2 separate regions of the Gossypium hirsutum genome follow, and region 1 is linked to region 2. The links are chromatin contacts, called in public Hi-C maps. All regions are on one chromosome and are shown on one strand. Each heading gives the region's core, a stretch centred on a gene start, on an enhancer-like site or on the middle of the called end of the contact. The rest is flanking DNA. Distances are from core to core; before and after follow the strand shown.

What was found. Hi-C and Micro-C count contacts between places; a contact is called where the count stands out from the background.
Region 1: a contact with region 2 is called in a Hi-C map of leaf, with 2.2 times the contacts expected there. The contact joins the promoter of LOC107922257 here to the promoter of LOC107921033 in region 2. A contact is called at or near these places in 2 of 34 Hi-C or Micro-C datasets (both in leaf).

Annotation. Positions count from the first base shown.
Region 1 is chrD01:15,392,480-15,398,040 of Gossypium_hirsutum_v2.1, forward strand. LOC107922257 (AT-rich interactive domain-containing protein 5) reads left to right here and starts at 1,355. Exons shown (of 14, transcript XM_041087118.1): 1 at 1,355-1,648; 2 at 2,083-2,461; 3 at 2,564-2,697; 4 at 2,804-2,843. The coding sequence starts at 2,102.
Region 2 is chrD01:15,227,746-15,233,228 of Gossypium_hirsutum_v2.1, forward strand. It overlaps LOC107921033, which reads right to left and starts at 3,150. Exons shown (of 1, transcript XM_016850889.2): 1 at 1,788-3,150. The coding sequence starts at 2,588. The coding sequence ends at 1,956.

The sequences.
Region 1 (5,561 bases), core at 105-2,604, 160 kb after region 2:
TTATAGGCCTATTCAAGTGGTTAATCAACAATGTTTTGATAGGCTTTAAACTTCTATTTAAAAGTTGTAATTATTCTGAGTATTTATTAACTAAAAGTCTTTATTAATCAATCTTCTAACAACACCAAAACTCTCTCAAGAGATAATAAGACTTAATCCAATTTAGGGATTGACGACTTACCCATTCCGTGACTTTAGCATTGGACGTTCCAAAAATGGGTACTATCGGGTCGGGTGAATTCAATAATAGACGCTTGGTGGTATTCCAGCTTTCCTTCTCCTTTTAGGACTTATCTAAAAGAGAATCCAGTACTTTTTGGTTGTGAATATCTAAAAATAGGTGAACTGCCTCGTAGATATCTTTGCTTCGGAACAAAACAATTATAATAGAATTAGGCTCAGTCAACTAGAATGTGTACTATCCATATATTATCCATATAGGGGATCCTCTAGTTGAGAAAATCCATCGACCTGAGACGAAGAGAAAGATCTATCTATTTTATTTAGTTATTCAGTACTTATCCAATCACCTCAAGCAATTCAACTGGGAGTCTTTAAAACCCTAGTCAAATCATGCTTCGTGTTTTGTCAAATATGCAACATTAAGGTGGACTGAACTCAATACAAATGAAACCTATTCAAAGCTCAAATTTGTAGGTTAAAATAGAGAAACAATTTCGTTATAACAAGACATGGAACGAGCAGTAACTTTCCCGGCATCTTGAATAAAGATGGTCTTCCAACACCTTATAAAGCTTTTTTCTAATTAAATTTTGGTCAAGTATTAGAGAACTATATTAGTTTTCTCTTTTGTATTTAACTAGAATATTGTTAGTAGTGCTTTATTAGTACAAGTGTCTTGTGTTTGTAGTTTTATGGTTATGAAGGGTGCATAGGTGTTTGTCAAGATTGCATAGATGTCATGACTTTATGATTTTATGCTGTAAGTGTTGATTTGACAATATTAATATGATGGGATATTTTTTATTTATAAAAATAACAATTGTTGATTTATAAAATTTTTTTTGATAATTTTACAATTGATTTAAGACTCGATTAATAAGTCACGCTAACTTAATTAAACTCTTAATAATAGCATAAATGAGGAAATCCAACCATATATCCAAATAAATTTTCATTAATGCACAAAGGGTAGATGGGCTTTTCAATTAATTTTTGGGTTATGTTGTTGGATTTGGTCTTAAGAAAAGAAGTATAAAAACCACCGAAATGGGAGATGTAGAAACTGGGCTAAAATGGACCTGGAGAGTAGTGGGAATTAAAGTTGAAAGAAGGCCAGGCCTGTTTGCTATTGGGGAATTAAAACAGCCCTACAGCACTTCGCTCGTAGGTTCAAGGCCTGCAGACGCTTCTGTTTGGTTTCAACTCATCACCACACCGCTTGGGGGAAAAAAGAGAGAGAGAAACACCCCAATACGGCAATACACCATTCACTCACTCGGTTTTTTTTTTCATTTATTATTATGCTAAAGAAGGAACAAGACCTCAGCAGCCAAGCCAAGCAAATCCAAGCCGAGCCGAAAGCAACGACGCTAAAAAAGGAAGGAGAGTTCTTATTTGGTAGCTAAGTTGGCAGAGCCGAAAAAATCCCAATCAGAAATCAACAATCCCAGCCCAGGCAGAGCAGGTAAGGTGTAACCGTCGAATTTTGTAAGTTCCCTGCCATGAACGATACTTTCTATGTTAATGCCACTCGGATGCTGTTGCTGCTCTCCCTATTTATTGCTATTGCAATTCTTTGGCATTCGCATTCTCTCTCAAAGCCCTAACTGCATTTCTCTCTTCTCCCCTCTCTCCCCTTCCTTCGCCGCTCTAGGCTAGTTTCTTCTTCCACCATCACTTTTTACTCTTTTTTTTCAACTATCTTTAAATTATTAGGTTTTAGGGCACTCTAATTTTGCTCTCTTTCATTTCTTTTGACGCTTAGTTTTTTGTTTTTCATATTTTTCTTGTTATATATATATATATATATGGTTTTGAAAAACAAGTAGGACTTAGGGTTTTGTTTTTCATCTTTTTTTTCCTTTAAAAAATCACTAATTCAACTGTTGATGTGGACAGCAGAATCTGTACAAGCAAGATGGAAGATACCGAAATGTTGGAACAGCAGCTGCCTGAGGCTTCCCAAGTTAACCTTGTTGATACTGCTGTCCAAGAGCAACAGTCCTCACCCCCCACTAAGGATCAAAATGCCAATGAAACAATTGCTGATACAACTTCAACCTTGCCCACTGATGTTAACATGACTGATAATCCTCCTATGCCCGTTAAACCTGATAACATATCTTCCAATGGTGCTAATACCGATCCTTCTGATGCTCCTCCTGCTGAACCATTGGAGCAGAAAGTCAATGGAGATGCTACTCCCCTTCGCTCTCTTGCGCCTGAATCTGGACCTGAGAAGGTGGAGAAATCAAAGAGTTGGTTGCTTGATCCTGAGGTACATAAAAGAAATGTCCTATAAGTTCTGACATTAACAAATGAAGTGTCAATAGTTCTGTTTATCCTATTTCTAACTCACTTTGACTTGTTTGGCTTATAGATGGGGGAGGCTGATGAAGCTGGAACACCAGAGGAGCGAGCAGCATTCATGAAGGAGCTGGAAAGTTTCTATAAGGATAGGTCATTGGAATTCAAGCCCCCTAAATTTTATGGAGAACCGCTAAACTGCCTTAAGTGAGTTTGCACTGATCATTCTTCTGGGATTTCTAGGTTATTAGTCTGCTTTTTCTCAGAGTCTAATTTCTGCTTTTCTCTTGGTGCATGTTCGCATCCAATGTAGGTTGTGGAGAGCAGTTATTAAATTGGGTGGCTACGAAGTGGTATGCTTGCATATCTGGAATCTTTAATTGATGTTTTTAACCTTTTCTCTGAACCCTTAAATCATCCTATATTCTTGTTTAACTCACGTAGCAATCATTGACAAATCAGAGGTGACGTTCAGTCTGGTTTTATTAATGCTTATAATGATGCATTTATTTTGCTGTTTTGGAATTTCAACATTCTTATCTAATACATTATCCAAGCTAACAGCTTTAGGTGTCAACAAGTAAAAGGTTACAAACAACCGGATTTTATCTACGTGTAAAGTGGTTTGGATCTGTTTCTTGTTTAGGAAGGTAAATAAGATTAAATTCTGGCTAGGCGTTAATTTGGTTATTTTCGTTATTAAAGATGCACTAATAGAAAACTGTATCTTCTAACTTCGGTAGTTAATTCGTTGGGTTTCTCTCTCTTTCTCTCTCTCTCTACCACGAATGAAGAAGAATTTGTGTGAAGTATCCAAAGTTGGAAATGCCAATCAACATGGCAATGACACGCTTGTTAACACTATTTCTAGAGTTGCCATTATGCCATCACATAACTGCTTCTGTTTTGGGCACAAAGTTGATGAACTCACATTTTTTACCTATATGTACAAATAAATTCTGTACGATCTGACTTCAAAGTCTATCAAACAAGATTCCATATAACACTTGCAAGAAAATTGCCCTTTTTCCTGTATTCTTGGTTGTATTGAGATGCCATTGTGTTGAGATGTCTAATATCTTTTCTCTGGGAAAATGGATATTACCTGAAAAACCTTTGGCATCTTTTAATAGTTGTTATTGAATTAAGGAGGAAATAAGAATTGAAATATAGATATAGTTAAATTAGGTGATACCCTCAAAAAATATAAATCTTACTTTTCAACATATGAGATTTTCTTTGTCTATGAAATATGTCAGAAATCAAGGTTTGAAAAGTAATGACATGAATCCATGAATAGGACTAGGGAATAAGAAGCAACACTCTTTCTGTTTTAATTATTTGGTGAGGCGAAGTGTGAGATTTAGTCATCTTTTTCTTATTATGGTTGATGGTAAGGGGAGAAAAAAGGAAATGGTTATTGGAAAAAATATTACATTTATGTTTTCTTATTGCTGTATCCTCATTTTTATAAAAATGACCATAGTTGCTGTATCCTATCTGTCACACCCATGTTCTGATATATAAGCTTTAACTTAAAAATGTCTTATCATATGAGTATTCTCGGTTCACTTCTTCTAAACCTTGATTTTGTGGATCACAACTTTTTATTTAGTGGTATTTTTTTTGGGGTTTACTGTTTTGATTTTATTTTGATACACTTGATTATTGGGGGATGGGGGTACAGATGCTATGTTAATCCAAGTTCTGAGCCATACAACACAAGTATCTTGCCACTAGCCTAGAGTTTTTATTTACCGTATCCTCATTTCTAAAAGGTTATCATAGTTGCTGTATCTTATTTGTCATATCCATGTTTTTATATATAGGCTTTATCTTAAAAATGTAGTAACATATTAGTGTTCTCGGTTCTCTTCTTCTACACCTTGGTTTTGTGGGGCCTTAATCACAACCTTTTATTTAGCGGTATAATATTGGGGTTTTACTTAGTTATTTTCATTTTTATTTTTATTTTGATACACTTGATAATTGGGGATGGGGTAGGGATGCTTGAGATTGAACCCAAGCTTTGACTCCATACAATACCAGTATCTTGCCATTGGCCAAGAGGTTTAGTTTGCCTGCTAATTTACCAAGTTTGGTGCTTTAAAAAGTATTAGAGTTGGATCTCCTTTAATTATGATTCTTTATAAAGCGATTCTGTCGTTCGTGGGCAAGCATTTAGTGATATACTTAAATTGACTTCTAGAGAGGTATTAATAATTATTGCCTAAATAGGTCCATGAATATAATGCAAGAGGCACGCGTTTGAAGGTGGATAAGTTTGAGCGTGCTTGCAGGGTATCATAGCTGTAGATTATTCCATTTAGAGTTGGATTATAGAGTGCATGATCTGCAAACATTCTTAGAAACTTCAGTGTCTATTTATAAACTAAATCAAGTTGTATCCGGTCTTGAACTTTAACCTTGTATCTTTAAATGGGTTGGCACATAAGCATATTTTAAGTCTACAGAAGGTTGATTAGAGAAAATATTGCATATGATAATAGGTATGCGATTGACCAGCCTCTTTCCCTTGTCCTCCTTTGTTTCTTGTAGCACCTAAGCTTTTTCTTTTCTTGATTTTCCATATTAACTTTTTTGTATTTTCTTAAAACTTTCAAAAGGCCATTGAACAATATGACTAAAAAGCTTTAATCCTATGATGTAAAAAGCGTTTCAATTTTTTTCTTTATATACATGCCGAGTCAAACATAGAGACAATTTGAGTTTTAGGGAGTGATTGTGTATGATATGGTATCCACAATTTGTTCAGAACTGAACAGCTCTTTACTCTCCCAGTCCTGTTTTCCGTAAATAATAGTTTTATATCCTTTAGGATTACCTTTTGGCAAAAAAATTCTTCATGTCCTGATTTCTTTTTTAACAATTTAACCTGGTTATTATATGTTTTGCTCTAAACTTTGAGTTGTGATCCATGAGGCTTAATTTTGAATATTTAAAGGTTGGCCGAAGATGAAGTTGGATTTTCATGTTGTTGAATTCAGAATGTTTGTGTTGGGAGTTCTCTTATGTGTCCAAATTGGAAATCACCTTCTTTTACACCATCA
Region 2 (5,483 bases), core at 1,900-4,399:
GCACTATGTGTCGGTGTTTATATCTTATAAGGTATTATGTACTGGTGATAGATACCTTACCGATGGCTGAGATCCAACATTTGTTGCGGATTCTCCACAACTCGTATGAGCAACATCGAGTAATGGTTAATGTCCTTAATGAAAACGTTAGCTATGAATTGAATATGGTTGCTATGCATATTATGTTATTTATATGTATGGAATGATGTATTGGCCAATTTGGCTATTTCATGAAATGTGTAAGGTGACAATGGAATAATATGTCTATATGTTATTTTCATTAGTTAAAATATGAATTGTTAGGTACGTTGTGTTTAATTTCATACGAACTTACTAAGCTTTAAGTAAACTTACCTTCGTTTAAATTTCCTTCCTTGTAGATTGTTGAAAAACGTGTTGTTGATTGGATCGTCTCCGGAGCTCATACTATCCACCAACTCTTTTGGTAGACTTTTGCTCAATTTGGCCCGGTTATAAGTGGCATATAAATAGGTGTAAACGATTATATAATGTGAAATTGAAAATTATGTTTTGTGCCATTTTCATGTGAATTATGTGTAATGGCTTGTTGTGGCATGAATTGGTATTTTGGTGAACTTTGCTTGATGAAATCTTGGCATTTGGAATGATGATCATGTGGTTGTAGTTAGGTATGAATATTTGGTATGTTTGATGATGAATGGTTTGCTTGTGAATTGTTGAATTGAGGTGCCAATTGTGATATATTAGTTAGGCACTTTGGGTTTTTTTTTTTGGCTAGTGCACTTAGGGTTGTTTTATAAGTTGTATTTTGGGTATATTTTGATGCATTATAAACAAGTCTAATGAATGGTAAAATGCTTGTTTATAGCACAAGTAAGAATTGATTATGTGGCTTAATTTAAAAGACATATTTTAGCACACGCGGGTAAGTGACATAGCTGTGTGCTCTGTATGATCTTGGTTGTTTTGGTTAAACACGGTCATATTATATCTATGGAAAAAAATATCTTTTATTCTTTTATTTTTCTACTTTTTCAATTTTCTATCTTTCCAATTCTTTCCATTCTACTAATTAAATCCTTTAAGTTGGTTTTTTTCAACTTCTTCCCATACAAAAAGACTTGATGAATATAAGAAATGAAGCAGAGTAACAAGCTCATATTGGCTTACTTCACTAGCTAGATAGTTTAATTACACACACAAGAGTTGGATAGATATTTGTCATCGTCCACCGATCAATTAATATGATTTTCTAAATCAGAGGCTTGAAAAGAGAAAACTATTATTAATCAATCCAATATTAATGGATGGAGTATCAATATTTTCATCTAAAGACAAATGGATGAAGCAATGGACAAAAGAAAAAACCTCCTTAACAAAACAGATAAGTCCATACCATCAGTATTGAGAATGATGGGTGGGTAGGAGCTGAATGGCCCAAATTAGCAGTGGGTTTATTTCAGCCGTTTCATGAAGCCTTTGGAGGGCCTCTCTATGACAAGCTAAGGTCAAATCCATTTACAAATAACCATTGGATTCGGGTAGAACCGGTAGGATATCCGCATTTAAACAAAAACATAATTATAATTTAAAGCAATTCCGTTTTGACTTGTTCAAAACAGATAAACAATTGAGACCGCCCCTTGAGCCTTTGGATTGTAGACGTAATGTTCCATTTTCCTTCTGATGATTTTATACCTCCAAATATATGCTTCCTGCCTTCTCTCTCAATATTACATACAAGTTGCGAATAAATGAAATATAAAGATGAAAAAGACCCACAAAAATTCATGTGAGAATGATGATTAATGGAATCTCCGGTTAACTCAATAAAAAAATGACACTCTCGATCTCAGTTTCTATACAGGACAGAGAAGTTTTGAATATAATAGATATATGTATGTATGTATAATATGTTACATTGGGGGCTCATGGAAAATTAACAACTTGAAAGGTGGATCCGGGTAGGTAGATTACAGAACGGAGCCTTCGTAAATAGTGGACAGCCTTAGCTTAAAAGAACGAACGGCCAATTTGGCTCGTCTGGATGTGTATCGCTGCAATTTTCTAAAAGAAGCAGATCTTGACATCCCAGCTGGCTGAGGTTGAGTCTGGGACTTGGTAAAGGACTTGGTGCTGCTGGGGGTTGGGGCTGATACGGTAGAAGCGCCAACAGGATCAACAACAGATTGAGCTACCACCATCACAGGGTTAATTCGGGCTTTCTTGCGCCGATTAGAATCGTTTCTAGAGTCATTCTGGATAGCAACGCTGGCTTTGACGGCCAAAGCGGCCATATCCTTGGAAGCCAATCGCTGCTGAAGCTTGGAAACGGGAAGCACGAAGTATATCTGATTGGGTTGCAGTTGATGGTCCGCATTCAAGGCCGGAACGTAATCGTCGTAAGATAAGCTATCCGAGTTGCAAAGGAAGATGGAGGAGGAAGAAGAAGAGGAGGAGGAGGAGGCTTCGGCGTGAAGAACCTGAGAGGCGCAGACCGGGGGATTATATTTATGAAGATCACCGTTGAGGGAAATAACATGAGCTGTTGGGCGAGACCCAGATTCTGAAAATTCAGGGATTTCGTAAGAGAAACAGGCACCCATGGCATGGATGGATGGATGGATGGATGGATTGTTAGAGAAGAATATATAGAAAAGTGAAAAGGAATTGGGAGGTTTGGAATTGCAGTTGTATTTGAGGAGGAGAAATGGTTTGTTATTATTATGGTTAATTAACAAATAAATAAGAGGAGATGAATGAAGAATGTGGAAAGGGGGGTTTAATAAAGAGTGACGCGAGCCACGGCGTCACGCGGGGAACATGAAATACCGTTGGCATTGCAAGTCAAAGGGGATGCTGTTGTTGTACTTTTCAAAGAGATAGAGATGGGGACAGCTGATTCATACCTACTTTTTCATCCAATTTGATTTTGACGTTTGACATTGCCAACCCTTAATAAAACCCCTTCCCTTTTTAACTCAGCAGTGACGCGTTGCGTAGGAAGGAAGCTATTACTTGAGTTACACTCTCACACCTCCGCCACTTACAAAGCGCAGCCGTTATTTGCTGCTTATTAAAAGCCAGGCCGAGTGATGCTTCTTTTTTAATTTCATTTTCCATTTTTGTTTAATTGATATATGTTCCACGTACCAGTTTATTCGTTGTCATGGAGAGAAATGATCTTTTATGTTTTCACACAAATTTTAAATTATTTGTTTTATATTAAAAAATCAATCATTAATATTTTATATCATATAATAAAGTTATTATATCGATTAAAATATTTATATGCTTGATAAATATAAATATTTTGATAAATTTAACTGTTGAATTATTCGTATGAAAACTTATGAAAAAATGTAAATTTATTTTAGTTTTATATTGATGTAAGTGAATATCCCTTTATTTAATGGTATAACTTGTTATATGATTAATGTAGTTATTTAAAGTTTTGTTTAAAGGTGCTTTAACCATGTGGCATGGTGGTTGCCCATCTCGTCCGTTAATCATGTATTTGAGAGGTTTGATCTCTACTTATGAGAATGAAACATGCTTCATGACTAGCCAAATACTTTTCTGAAAAGCATCTATGACAAGTGGTGGAGCCAAGGGGACTGGTAGGGGACCCGACTCCTTAAAATAGAAAGTTTTTCATTTAAGCTTTTTATAATTTATAAAATTTTAAATCAATAATGGTAAAATTATACTTTGTCCCCCCAAAATAATAAAAATTTGACTTAATCCTTTAAAAATTATAAAAATATAGACAATTAAAATAGTGAAATTACATTTCTACTATCGTAAAAATATATAATTTAATTATGACACTCCTAAAAAAAATTTCTGACTCTGCCACTATTCGTGATAAAAGAGTTAGTCATTGTTACCGATCATGATATCCTAAAATCAACAAAAAAAAAAAAGAGAATCGATTATACATAGTAGTAAAGCAATTTAAAAGAATTTGATGTTATTTTCAAAACTTGTTTTCTAAATTTGTTTTATTTGATTTTTAATTACATAAATTAGTTTATCTTTTATCTTTGGTGCACTTTTTTTATTTAATATGTTTGAATTTTTCTTTTATAAATATAAAGCATGTCAAAGTTAAAATGTTTGTATAATTATATTAATAGCGGTGATAAAAGTCAAAGGTAATTAATATTTGTAGTGCTCAAAGTCGTAGATGGTTTGGAAAGTCTATTTTTTCTGTGAATATGATAGAAGGGATTATATAAAAAGGTTTGGAGTCGAACATGGCCCCGCTTAATGGGTACCTTATTGGATAAGAATAGAGGTAGGTTCTTAAAAAAAAAAATTAGGTTTTCATTGATTGACTTCAATGATATTTAAAATAAAAATAATGTACGATTAGTTAGTAAGATAGAGTATTGTAATAGTAAGATTAAAATCAAGCTAAATTTTAATGCAGTTGTAATAATGAGGTGACAATAGAAAATAATTATTTAAAGATATTAATATGAAAATTTTATATAGTGATGAATTATTTATATATATATTAAAAATTATATTCTATCAAAATATCAATAGACATTGTTTTATATTAAAATAGGAATACAATCGTGTTAAAATAAATAAAAAAACTTAATATTTTAATAATAAATATATATTTTTAAAATAACAATATAGATTGTCACACCCCGAAATTGAGGTTACAAGATTTAAGGTTTGTTGGTTGGGTCAGTGGTTCGAATGGACCTTTAAATTAGTTTTTGCGTTTTGAGAGTATAATGAGTTTGTTAGTTCAGTGGCTAAGAGGTAGTTTACCTTAAGGTTTTGGGTTGAGTCTTTGTGAATGCATAGGGGAAATTCTTTTTTGTTCTAATTCTGAAAATTCTGATAGGATTTGTTAAATATCATTTTGTTTATTTTATATTTTTGAAAAATGGAAATTCCTAGAATTTCTCACGCTTCCACTTCTTTTCACGTTAGTTTTCTTTTTTTCCCTAATTTTAGATTTTTACTCTTTTGGCTTTTACATTTTCTCCTTGTTTTCAACGCTCTTTTTCTTTCCCTTTGTTCTTCAAGTTTTCCTTTTGATTTCATCATCATTATCGTTAATTGTCACTCCTCAAAGTTACTTTTTGTTCAATCAAGTTTTGAATCGGGTAAGTGTAGTGCTGATTTCTTGAGATTTACATTGGTTTCTTTGATTTTTGTATATGGTTCAGACCGATTTTCTTATAGGTTTAGTGTGTTTGTAAAATTGAGTTTTCAGACAAGTTTAATTAAGGTGTAACAGTTTGATCGTTAGTGTGTGAGAATCGTCTTTCAGGTGTGTTTCTTAAACACTCTAATTAAGGATGATGTTTGTGGTTAATTTTTGTGTTTTACAGCAAGGATTGTGGTGGTTTTTTAGGCACACGAGCGGTCCACGCGACCGTGTGTCACCTAAGAAATTAGGTAAGTTTTTGAGTCACACGGCCTAGGATGGGTTACATGGGTGACCACATGGCCGTTTGACCTCTGTTAAGAAT